Regions from separate parts of the Mus musculus genome. Here region 2 is linked to region 1. A link is a contact called in public promoter capture Hi-C data. All regions are on one chromosome and are shown on one strand. The core of a region is the stretch at or near the end of the contact, and the rest is flanking DNA. Distances in the headings are between cores, read along the strand shown. Region 1 holds the start of Snrk (SNF related kinase). Region 2 holds the start of Ccdc13 (coiled-coil domain containing 13).

Evidence for each region. Promoter capture Hi-C pulls out the DNA fragments that hold promoters and counts their contacts.
Region 2: a promoter capture Hi-C map of liver shows a contact between it and region 1, with 3 times the contacts expected there. The contact joins the promoter of Ccdc13 here to the promoter of Snrk in region 1. A contact is called at or near these places in 3 of 39 promoter capture datasets (the C10 cell line, hippocampal neurons and liver), 3 of 484 Hi-C or Micro-C datasets (cerebral cortex and embryonic stem cells), 1 of 115 datasets of contacts at active chromatin or transcription factors (memory CD8 T cells) and 1 of 9 other capture datasets (adipose tissue).

What each region holds. Positions count from the first base shown.
Region 1 is chr9:122,115,193-122,120,312 of GRCm38.p6, reverse strand. It overlaps Snrk (SNF related kinase), which reads right to left and starts at 3,047. Exons shown (of 8, transcript NM_001357775.1): 1 at 2,906-3,047.
Region 2 is chr9:121,837,555-121,842,674 of GRCm38.p6, reverse strand. It overlaps Ccdc13 (coiled-coil domain containing 13), which reads left to right and starts at 3,214. Exons shown (of 16, transcript NM_028384.1): 1 at 3,214-3,264.

The sequences.
Region 1 (5,120 bases), core at 1,798-4,297:
TCACAGTGAGTCTGACCTCCTGCTCCCTCAACTCCCTGCCTGGAATGCTAGCCTTTGAGACTGGCCTTCAGTGAGTAGCACCCCCTACTGTTCGTTCACTGCCTCCTGCTCTATTCCTGTCAAAAGCAATCCTTCTGCTAGTTTACCTTAGTGTTCCACAATAGCTTGCTTCCAAGAACCTAAGGGCAGAAACTGGTTTCTGCTTTCTCCTACTGCTACCCTTCTACCCTGGAACCTTCCAAACAGATAAAAACTCTAGGAATTCATCCTTATCCTTATAAGTTTATCCTCCCACATCTACTCAGCCTTTCTACCCTAGTAGACCTAAGACTTTTGTCTGCACATAATGGGGAGTACCTGCATCCTGAACAGCAGGACTTTGTTGTATTTTGAGGAAAGGTCTTACTATGTTTGCACTTGCTACGAAACCCAGGCCAGTTTCGAACTCATGATTCTCCTTATCTCAGCCTCCCCAGGGCTGGGAGTGTGAGTGTGTGTGTGTCTGTGAGAGAGAGATCACATGTTTCAGGAGAGTGTGTTTGTGTGTGTGCTTTTATTCCTGAGATGCCACACATACTATGTAGCCCAAGCTGGACTTGAATTTTGATCCTTCCTATCTCTGATGCTCAAGTACTGATATTACTTGGTGCTGAGTTAGTTTTCCTACAAAAATGTGTTTTAGCTAAACATTCTATCTTGTGGCTGGGATGCTGTTAAAGTAAGCCTTCAGTATTTCTCACCTATGTGTTTAAGTCAGAAAATCCGGGCTGTGTAGAAAATTCACATACCTTTTTTCATCCTAGGCAGTATAATGAACTGATGCTCAGAAAGGTGCAATAGGAAATAAATTATGTTTTATTTAATACCAGTGCTTAGAATCATAGCCACTCACTTATATCCCCCAAATAGCCTTTTCTAGTTAGTTTCACTTTCAACAGGAGATAAGCAACCTCACTTTAGTGTAGACATGCCCAGTAAAAACAACACAAATGTCCTTCAATTTTAATTAAAGGACAGTTAAAAGGCTTCCTTTTAGGATTATGTGATTAAGTTACAAGATCACTACATAAAGACCTAATCTGTATGTCTGTCTGCTCTATAGAAGTAAAAATAAAAATCAGTGTAACTTCCCAGTTCTTGGATGTTTTAAACCAGTAGCTCTCAACTGTGAGCTGCGACCTCTTTGCTTTCAAACGACCCTTTCGTGGGGGTCACCTTAGACCATCAGAAAACACAGATATTTACATTGTGATTCATAACAGCACCAAAATTATAGTTATGAAGTAGCAATGAAAATAATTTTATGGTTAGGAGTCACCACAACATGAGGAAATGTACTGGTCCAAGCACTAGGAAGGTTGAGAATCATTGTTTAATCAAATGTGTCATACTGCAATTATTCATTAAAATTTACTCAGAATACTATAAAATTTACTCAGAAGAGCATAAAAGGATAAAAGAAAATTTCTGCATAAAGTAAAATAACTAGCTGTGCAAAAATTTAAAAGTCAAAAAGTGGCACTTAAGAGTTTCTGATCAGAAAGCTTTGAGGACAGGAATATTAAGTCAGTGCTATGCCCTCGATTTTTTTTTAACCCAGCTTCATTATGTGACCTTGGGAATGTCATATAATTTCTTTCATCCCTAGGTCTGTAAAATGGGTCAATTTTACACTGACAGCCAGAAAAATTGCTATGTATTTGATGTTCTCTGAAAGAAACTTGTCTAATTAGTATGTTTAATTAACACACATACAGAATTGTCTTCAAGAACCCAATTCCAAGAGAAATATTTAACCAGACGCTGAAGACAGATTTCTCTGAAGGGAATGGTTTTATAAATCTGGAAAACACTGTAACAAGATTAGAAATTAACAAGTTGATTACATAATCCTTGACAACCTGGGCTTCAGACTGCACCGATACGAACTGTGATAAGTTAGGGATCAATTTGGGACAGTGTCCCAATCCCTACAAAGAATCCAAACTGAGCCTTTTGACCCTGGACAGGAATCTGTTGGAAACTCAGCAGAAAGAGCTGTACACCTGTAGGTCCATCGCTTACTTCACCTTAAACCTGACAAAACACTTCAAGCATCCAGGTGGTTTCACCAAGGCTCCTAAGACTTGGAGAATACGCTCATTTAAACGGAAGGGAAAGTAAGAAACCTGACAGCCCAGAGGCCCTACAGCCTCTGACTTCTACAGTCTTAGGAACCCCGGAGAGAAATTCCCCAATGCATACACGACCCGAACTCACAGCGAAGCTCCTAGGTTGTAGCTGACCCCACTGTTTAAGAACATCACAGCTGGAGGAAGCCTAAGCTTAAAGGGCTGCCACTCTCCTGGCTCCCGAGTCCAAGCAAAAGGCAACAAGGTGTTTGTTTTTATTGCAAATGGTTCGGAAAGAAATCAACAGGCGATGTCTACGGAAAAGAACAGCGTCTCCTAACGCGAAAAAATCCGAGCAGTCCCCGGGGAGCCGCACCGCTGCCCCTTCCGCAGCCGAGCGCCCTTCTCCGTAGACAACCGCGTCCCCGAGCTATCGTGAGGCGGCGGCCGCCCGGCTCTGCAGCGGGACTCGCGGCCCACGGGGAAACTGAGGCCCGTGGATCTCGCGTCGCCCGGGGCCCGCTGCGGGCGCGGCGCGGGGCCGCGTCGACTCCCGCGCTGCCGCAATCCCGCGGCGGCCGCAAGGGCAGGGCCGGGCCGGGCTGCGCGAAGCCCGCAGGCCGGGCGAGCTCGGGGCCGGGGTGGTGCCGCGGGCCGCGTCCTCTGCGCAGGGCACCCCGGGCCGAGCGCGCAACTTACTTTCCGCCTGCGGCGGCGCCAGCCCAGCCCCGCTAAGGCGGCCGCTGAGGAGAAGCGCAGACCCGGCCCACGCTCCCGCGCCGCGCTCGCCCTACCTCAGCCGGCAGGCGGGCATCCGTCCGCAGCGGCCGCGGCGTCGACAACTCCCTCCCGGCCGCCGGAACCCCGCACCCAGGGCTAATCATAATACCGAGCGGGCGGCCGGGGGTGCGGCCGCGCTGCGCAGGCGCGGGCCTTGCGTCATCGTGACGAAAGCGATGGGGTGGGGTCTTGTGTGAGGGCGGGGCCTTGGGTCGGGCGGGGCGGGGTTAACCCGGCGCACCTGCAGGCCAGCTCAGGGTCTACTGGAGGGCGTCCTGGCCCTGGCCTGAGCACATCCTACTCTGGAAAGAATAGAGATTATGCAGAAGGAAGCGCCAGGACGATGGACAGCGGCAGCAGGCATAGCAGCTAGAGCTATAGCTTTCAGGGGATATTGGAAGAGATCTTGGGGCTGAGGGCAAGGAGCACATGCGCTTTATCCATCAATGTTCACCCTATCTCCCATCTAGCTTGAAGCAATGAGAGACAACAAAATTAATATACATATGCACGTGCATATATATATATATATATATATATATATATATATATGTGTGTGTGTGTGTGTGTGTGTGTGTGTGTGTATCATATATACACAAGCATGCATACACATATGCACATATATATATATATACATACACATTTCTTTACTTTTTCTTCTCTCTGGGAATACATTTGAAGAATTCTGTTGCTTTTGTTACCACTAAAGCAGAAAGAAGCAAAGCCCAACACCTGAATGCAGGCTTGCCTCTAGAGTCAAAAGTCACTGGCCAGGCCAGGCAGCCTCTGAGAAACAACGTGGAGAAGTACACAGCAGGCACTAACTTGGCTGTTCATGGTTCTGTTCCAAGATGACTCAGAAAGGGATGTTAGTGGTGGCAGGACAAGAGGGAGGGAACTCCCAGCTCTATCTCCTGGAAGGATAATGAGCCATGGAGACTAGTCCTCTGGGGCTCCTGAAAAGAAGCCAGGTGCCAGGTTTCTCTCCCCTACTTTTCCTTCTGTGTTCCTGCATCCACAGAAGAAGAAAAAACACACACACACAAGCAGAATGAGCTTCTTACATGTCCAAGCCTGACTCAACTGACTGGACAAAAAAATCTAAATGGCTTTTGCCATCTCTGTTGGTCAGAAAATGGCAAGTCTTCTTCCTTCCTCCCTTCATTTATTTATTTGTTTATTTATTTATTTATTTATTTATACTACAACATCCACTTCGCATGCCTGAAGATGGCTGGGAAGCAGAATGACTGGGAAGGTGGTCTCGATCTTCTGCTGAAATGTGTGCTTAGACCTTCAATTATCCTAATGCTTTAGCCCTGGGTGGCAAAGTGCACATAGGAAAACCCCAGCATTGGCCTCTGCTCACGCAGGCCCCACCTGACTTAGGATCATGAAAGGACAGTGTCATTTGACGTGGAAATGTTTTCTTTTTCTTTCTTCATGTCTCTCTTTCTTATTTTTTTACATGTGTGTGTGTGTGTGTGTGTGTGTGTGTGTGTGTATGTTCAACATCCATGTAGAAGTCAACCTGTAGAAGAGAAAGCTCTGTCTCTTTGTCTGACACCACATGGGTCCTAGGGATGGAACTCGAATTAGCAATCGAGGCAGCAGGCACCCCCACCTGCTGAGCCATCTTAGAAGCTCTGCCAGGGAGATTCTAATTTAGACACACATTGAGCAACCGCTCCTAACTAGGTCTTGCACAATCTGCTCTTTTGCTGAAAGACCTTTGCCCTCTGGGAACTGTCACTAGTCAGGGACACTGTGGCCAATGAAGGAATAAAAGCATCACTTATAATGGTCTCCCAAGGGAAGTCCAGTAGCCAAGTTTGTACCCCGAAAGAACATTCATAACATAGGACAGTGGCTACAGCACATGAGCCCTTGAAATGGGGTTTATGTTGCTATTGTGTAACTCAGACTCTGACCAAATCAATACATTGAAGTGAGTCAAATTTATAAATTGATTTCAATGAAATATGCTTTGGTTATCTTCCTGAGATGAACAGGCAGTGCTATCAGCCATTTTCTTATCTATAGGGTTTCCCTCAAGGCTGGGGTGATGCTGGGAAGAAGATGACCCAATTTTAGCCCCACACCTTCAATGTGTTAGTTAACATGATATGATTATGCTTGAGCAATATTTTAAAATATTTAAACACAAATTAAGGTATTATTACTCTACTTGGCTTTTAATCAAATTTGCTTAGTTTAATGAAGAAACCC
Region 2 (5,120 bases), core at 1,965-4,464, 280 kb after region 1:
GTAATTCTAAAAATTAGCAGTATTTTCTGGGCAGTGGTGGCACACACTTTTAATCCCAGCACTGGGAAAGCAGGGTAGACGAGTGTCTGTGAGTTCAAGGCCAGCCTAGATTACAGAGAGTTCCAGAACAGCCAGTGCTACATGGAGAAACCCTGTCTCAAAAACAAACAAAAAATTAGCAGTGTTCCACAAGTAGCTTTGGCCAGAGAAACAGAATGTGGGGGCTGGGATAACAAAAATGAAGACATGGATCCCAATTCTCTTGTCTTCCTGTATTACAGAGAATCGGGTTTATACACTATACAAATTCTTCTGACTGCAAAATGAACAAAGAGCGGCAGAAGAGCCTCAGCGGGGACAGTAGGAAGGTTTAAAAAGAATAGAAAGTAGAGAAAAATATCCCTAGACTTGTGAGAATGGGCTACTGAGTATCCTGATTAAAAGCAACGCTCAGTAGCCGGGGAGACCCCTCCACCGTGAAGAGCACTCGCTGCTCTCACAGAGGGTCTGCATGCCATTTCTGGCAGTCATGTGGCAGCTTACAACTGCCTGTGACGCAGCTTCCTGGGGACCTGAGGCTCTCTCTGGCCTTTACAGTCATAGGACATACAGAGGGTGCACAGGCATACATGCAAGCAGACACTCCTATAAAAGTTACCTGGAAAGCCATCCTGTGACGCACGCGCGTGCACAGTGTGGCGCTGGGGATAGAACCAGGGCCTCATACAAAACAGGCAAGCACTGTACTGCAGAGCTTCTCTCTGTACTTCTCCAGTCCTTAGTCTCTTAGGACAGGCAGGCTCTCTTTATGTAGCTCAGGTTGGCTTGGAACTCTGTGTAGCGCCCAGACTGGACTTGAATCTGTGGTCCTCCTACCTGTGCCTCCAAAGTGCTGGGATTGCAGTACATTCATGCCTGAAGCTTTCTAATACATACCCTAGGAGGCCAGCTGAGATTCTATATCCTCTCATGCGGTGTGCTCTCATCCTAAGGGAAGCCTGGCTTGCTTCTAGGAGCAGCACTTTTCGAGGACCTTATCAGCACATCTGGCTCCTATTCTCTCCACAGCACCCAGCTGCCTCGTGATTATGAAGTGGGTGAATGGCACATGCGCAGTGTGGAGAAGACCCTGCCGCTTTGTGGTTCTATCTACTGAATCCACTCTGCCTCTTGGCAGTCATGCAGATTTTCAGTTCTCAGCCTCGGCCCAACACATAGGCCACTGAAGACCATAAAAAAGAAAGACCTGTTGGTTTGTGCTTTCTGGTCACATAGCACATCTGGAGCATCGGGAGGAGAAAGCAGAGAGGAAGCAAGGGCCCAGGGAAACTGAGCATGCAGTGGGTGTGGAGGGAAGCGAGATGGAAAAGGATTGGTTCCCTTCAGAGTTTAAATTTACCAAACTATGCTAAAAAAGAGTTGCCCAGCTGGAGTCATGTCTGAGCAGTTAAGAATTCCTCCTCTTCCAGAGGACCCACGTCAGGAGGTTCACAACCACCAGTGACTTTGTCTTAGGGTTTTACTGCTGTGAACAGACACCACAACCAAGACAACTCTCATAAGGACACTTAATCGGGGCTGAGTAACAGATTCAGAGGTTCAATCCATTATCATCAAGGTGGGAGCATGGCAGCATCCAGGCAGGCATGGTGCAGGAGGAACTAAGAGTTCTACATCTTCATCCTCAGGCTGCATGCAGAATAATGACTTCTGAGCAGCTAGGATGAGGGTCTTAAAGCCCACACCCACAGTGACACACCTATTCCAACAAGGCTGCACCCCCTAATAGTGCCACTCCCTGGACCAAGCATATTCAAACCATCACAGACTCCAACCCTAGGGGACCCAATGCCTTCTTCTGGCCTCCATGGGCACACACACACACACACACACAAAGAGAGAGAGAGAGAAAGAAGGAGAGAGAGTTAGAGAGAGAGAAGCTTTATGAAGGAGATGCTGTGCACCTGGACACACTGTACTGTACTGCGAGGGGGTGGGCAGGTGGATGCAGGGCTGTGGGTATCCAGCCCTGTATCTTCTTCACAAGTAGTGATGTACTACTCACGTTAAGTAAATGGGAAGCAGAAAAACAGGTTTAACATAGCTGGAGACTTTCACATTATAAAGGCTAGTGAGAGCATCTGGCCTCCCTCAGCTCATTTTTCCTATGTGTTTGCCTCCCTTCAAGTCCCTGAAATACAGCAATGTCAAACTGGGAGATTTTTTTTTTAAGTATTTTCTTAAACACACACACACACACACACACACTGTTTTTTAAAATCTTCTAAAATGCAAATAAATAAATAAATTCATAAATAAGAAGACCTAAAATCCTACCATACTGATATAATTGCCTGTGTGTTGTTTCACGTCTAGGTTTTCTTAGTATGGGTGTGTGCAATTGTTTGTGTCGGTGCACATGTGCATGGGATAGACAGAGGTTGTCTTCATTATTTGTCCTCAACTGCTCTCCACCTTTTGTTTTTTGAAAAAGGGTTTTGGGGTGAACTTGAATCAGCTCCTGGACTGGACTAGACTGACTGGCGAGGGATGTGTCTTGTCATCCTGCGATGTGACCCATAAACGCTTTCAACATTCCTCTTTTAGTTCTGTGCGCTGTTTGAAAAGGAGGAAGCGTTTTGTTTTGGTTTGGTTTTGGTTTTAGCATTATTAATTTTGGCCTACTCCAATCACAATCATAACCCAACATTCTTCCCGCCTTGTTTTGTATTTCCAAAGATAATATGGTTAACTATGTTACATTTCATAAAAACCGTCCACTTTCCAAAACCCTTGGAGGCCAGTAGGATATGCATCCTACTTTTTCAAAGACACTGGAGGTCGGTTGTGCACGGTGGTGCAGCCTGTGTCATCCAGCATTCAATAAGGACAGGAGGATGAGAAGTTCAAGGTCATGCATGGCTACAGAGCGAGTTTGAGGCCAGTCTGGACTGTATGATACCCTACCTTTAAAAACAAAAACAAACAGACCCCCCAAATCCTTAAATAAAATACACTCCGGAAGAGTGGAGGCTTCGTAGGCACTTTGCATTCTCATGTCCAGCTGGTGTGTGCAGTTCTGTGGGTCTTCCCGGACCCCTCAGCACGCTCAGCTCAGACCTTTAGAGGCTCTCTCGGCCCCCGTAGACGCGCGCGACCGTGCTGGTTTCCCTGGTGACGGTTGCCAAGGCAGCACATGCCGGCGTCGGGAAGGGCGGAGGAAGTGCCCGCGGCCCTTAAGACAGACCCCGAAGCGCAGCCGCGGTAAGTGGAGGAAGGCTGAGTAGAGCGGGAGTCAAGCGAGGATCGAACCGGAGCGGATCAGGAAAAAGAACCGGGGGCTGAGCGGGGAAACTGAACCGGGAGCCGAGCGGAGCGGGAAACCGAACTAGGAACCAAGAGTGGAGCCGAGAGCGGGGAACCGAACCGGGAGCCGAGCGAGGACCGAGCCAGGGACAGAGCGGGAAACCAAACAAGGGGCCAAGTGGGGACCGGAACCGTGGCGAGAGTGAGGAACCGAATCGGAAGCCTAGAGTGGAGCCGGGAGAGGGGGATCGAACTGGGGGCCGAGCAGCGAGAAGCCAAGACTGGGAAACCAAACCATAGACCCTGCGAATGGCCTCTCCTTGGGGCCGGGCTGTTCCCACCCCTCCCTGGGCAGACTCGTGTTTTCCGCGCGAGGAGGGTTCGTGAGGCAGAGGAACGACCCAGCGACCTGCGTGGGCATGACTAGAAAGCAGGTCTTCTGCAGCTGCCACTCAGCACGTGGCTGCTGCCCTGACTTGACCCTCATTCTGGCTTGTAAAAACATACAGGATGGGGAGGTGGGATGGGCTGCGTGGGTGAGCTAGAAAGTGGCAGGCTGGTGAGAAGTGATGGGTGCTCAAGGCCCCATCCACCGTCCTGCGCACAGCTTTTCTCTTCCTTGGTCTTTTGAGTAGGGTTTCACTCTGTAGCCTGGGATGGCCTTAAAACTCACTAGAAGACCCATGCTGGTCCCAAATTGGTAATCATACTCACATTTGAAGCAGGACGGGACTGCATACCAACATCTTGTCTTAAAGAGAAAACAAAAGTTGTAAGCAATTAGGGTTATCTGTGGTTTTAAGGTAGTTTGTTGGTTACAAAGTATAGTTGTCTAAAAAAAAGGCCAAATTCTTTCATGTTTTTTTTATAAATATTCATTAAGCACCTACTGTGTCCTGTTGTAGCATGGCCATGAACAAAGTGGATGAAAATAATGATCCTGGTAGGCGTGTTGGTACATAGCCAGCATTTGAGAGACCAACACAGGAGCATTGCCAAGAGTTTGAGGCAAGCCTGGTCTACACAGCAAGTGCCAGGTCATCCGGCCAGCCCTTGCAGGACCCTGTCTCAAACAGCTAAAAATAAAGTTAAAGTGTGTGTCCTCTGGTAGTGTACGTACTAGTGGGAGGAAGCACAGTTGGTATGTAACGTGTGCTACAGGTCAGGAGCAAAGGTGAATGACCTGGGCAGGGAGATGGTGTTCTGTGAGTACAAGCAAGGGTTGGGACAGTTCATACTCACTAGCAAGTTGACTGGATTTAGAGCCATCTAGGAAACACTCCTCTGTGTGTGTGCACGAGTGCATGAGGGTGTCTCCAGAGAGGTTTAGCTGAGAAAAGAAGACCCGCCATCCCACGGAGCCCCAGACTGAAAGCAGGAGTGGAGCCTTCATCTGTCCGTGCTTCCCCACAGTGGACCCCCTGCAGCCGTCCACTTGTGGGTGCTGTCCTTCCCCAACATGGTGAGCTGTATCCTCCAAGACTGTGAGCCAACTAAGTCACCTTGAGTTGCTTTGGTCACACGTTTGCCCACAGCAATGGGAAAGGTAACTCATATACAGTGGGGACAGGGGCAGCGCTTGTCAGGAGCTCAGGGGAGTCATCCCAGTGGAAACCCATTGAATCCAGAGATGTCCAGGAGGCAACCAGAGAACACACGGAGACAAGAACTTAGAAGGAGCAGTCAGAGTGCAAGCTGTGAGCCCAAGGCACCCCTAGTGCTGACGCGGGAGGGGAGGGGCCCTGGCTTTGTGCTGAGGAGAGCATGTTGGACAGTGTCAGGGCCAAGTGTGTGAAGAACAAACAGGCTGTGGT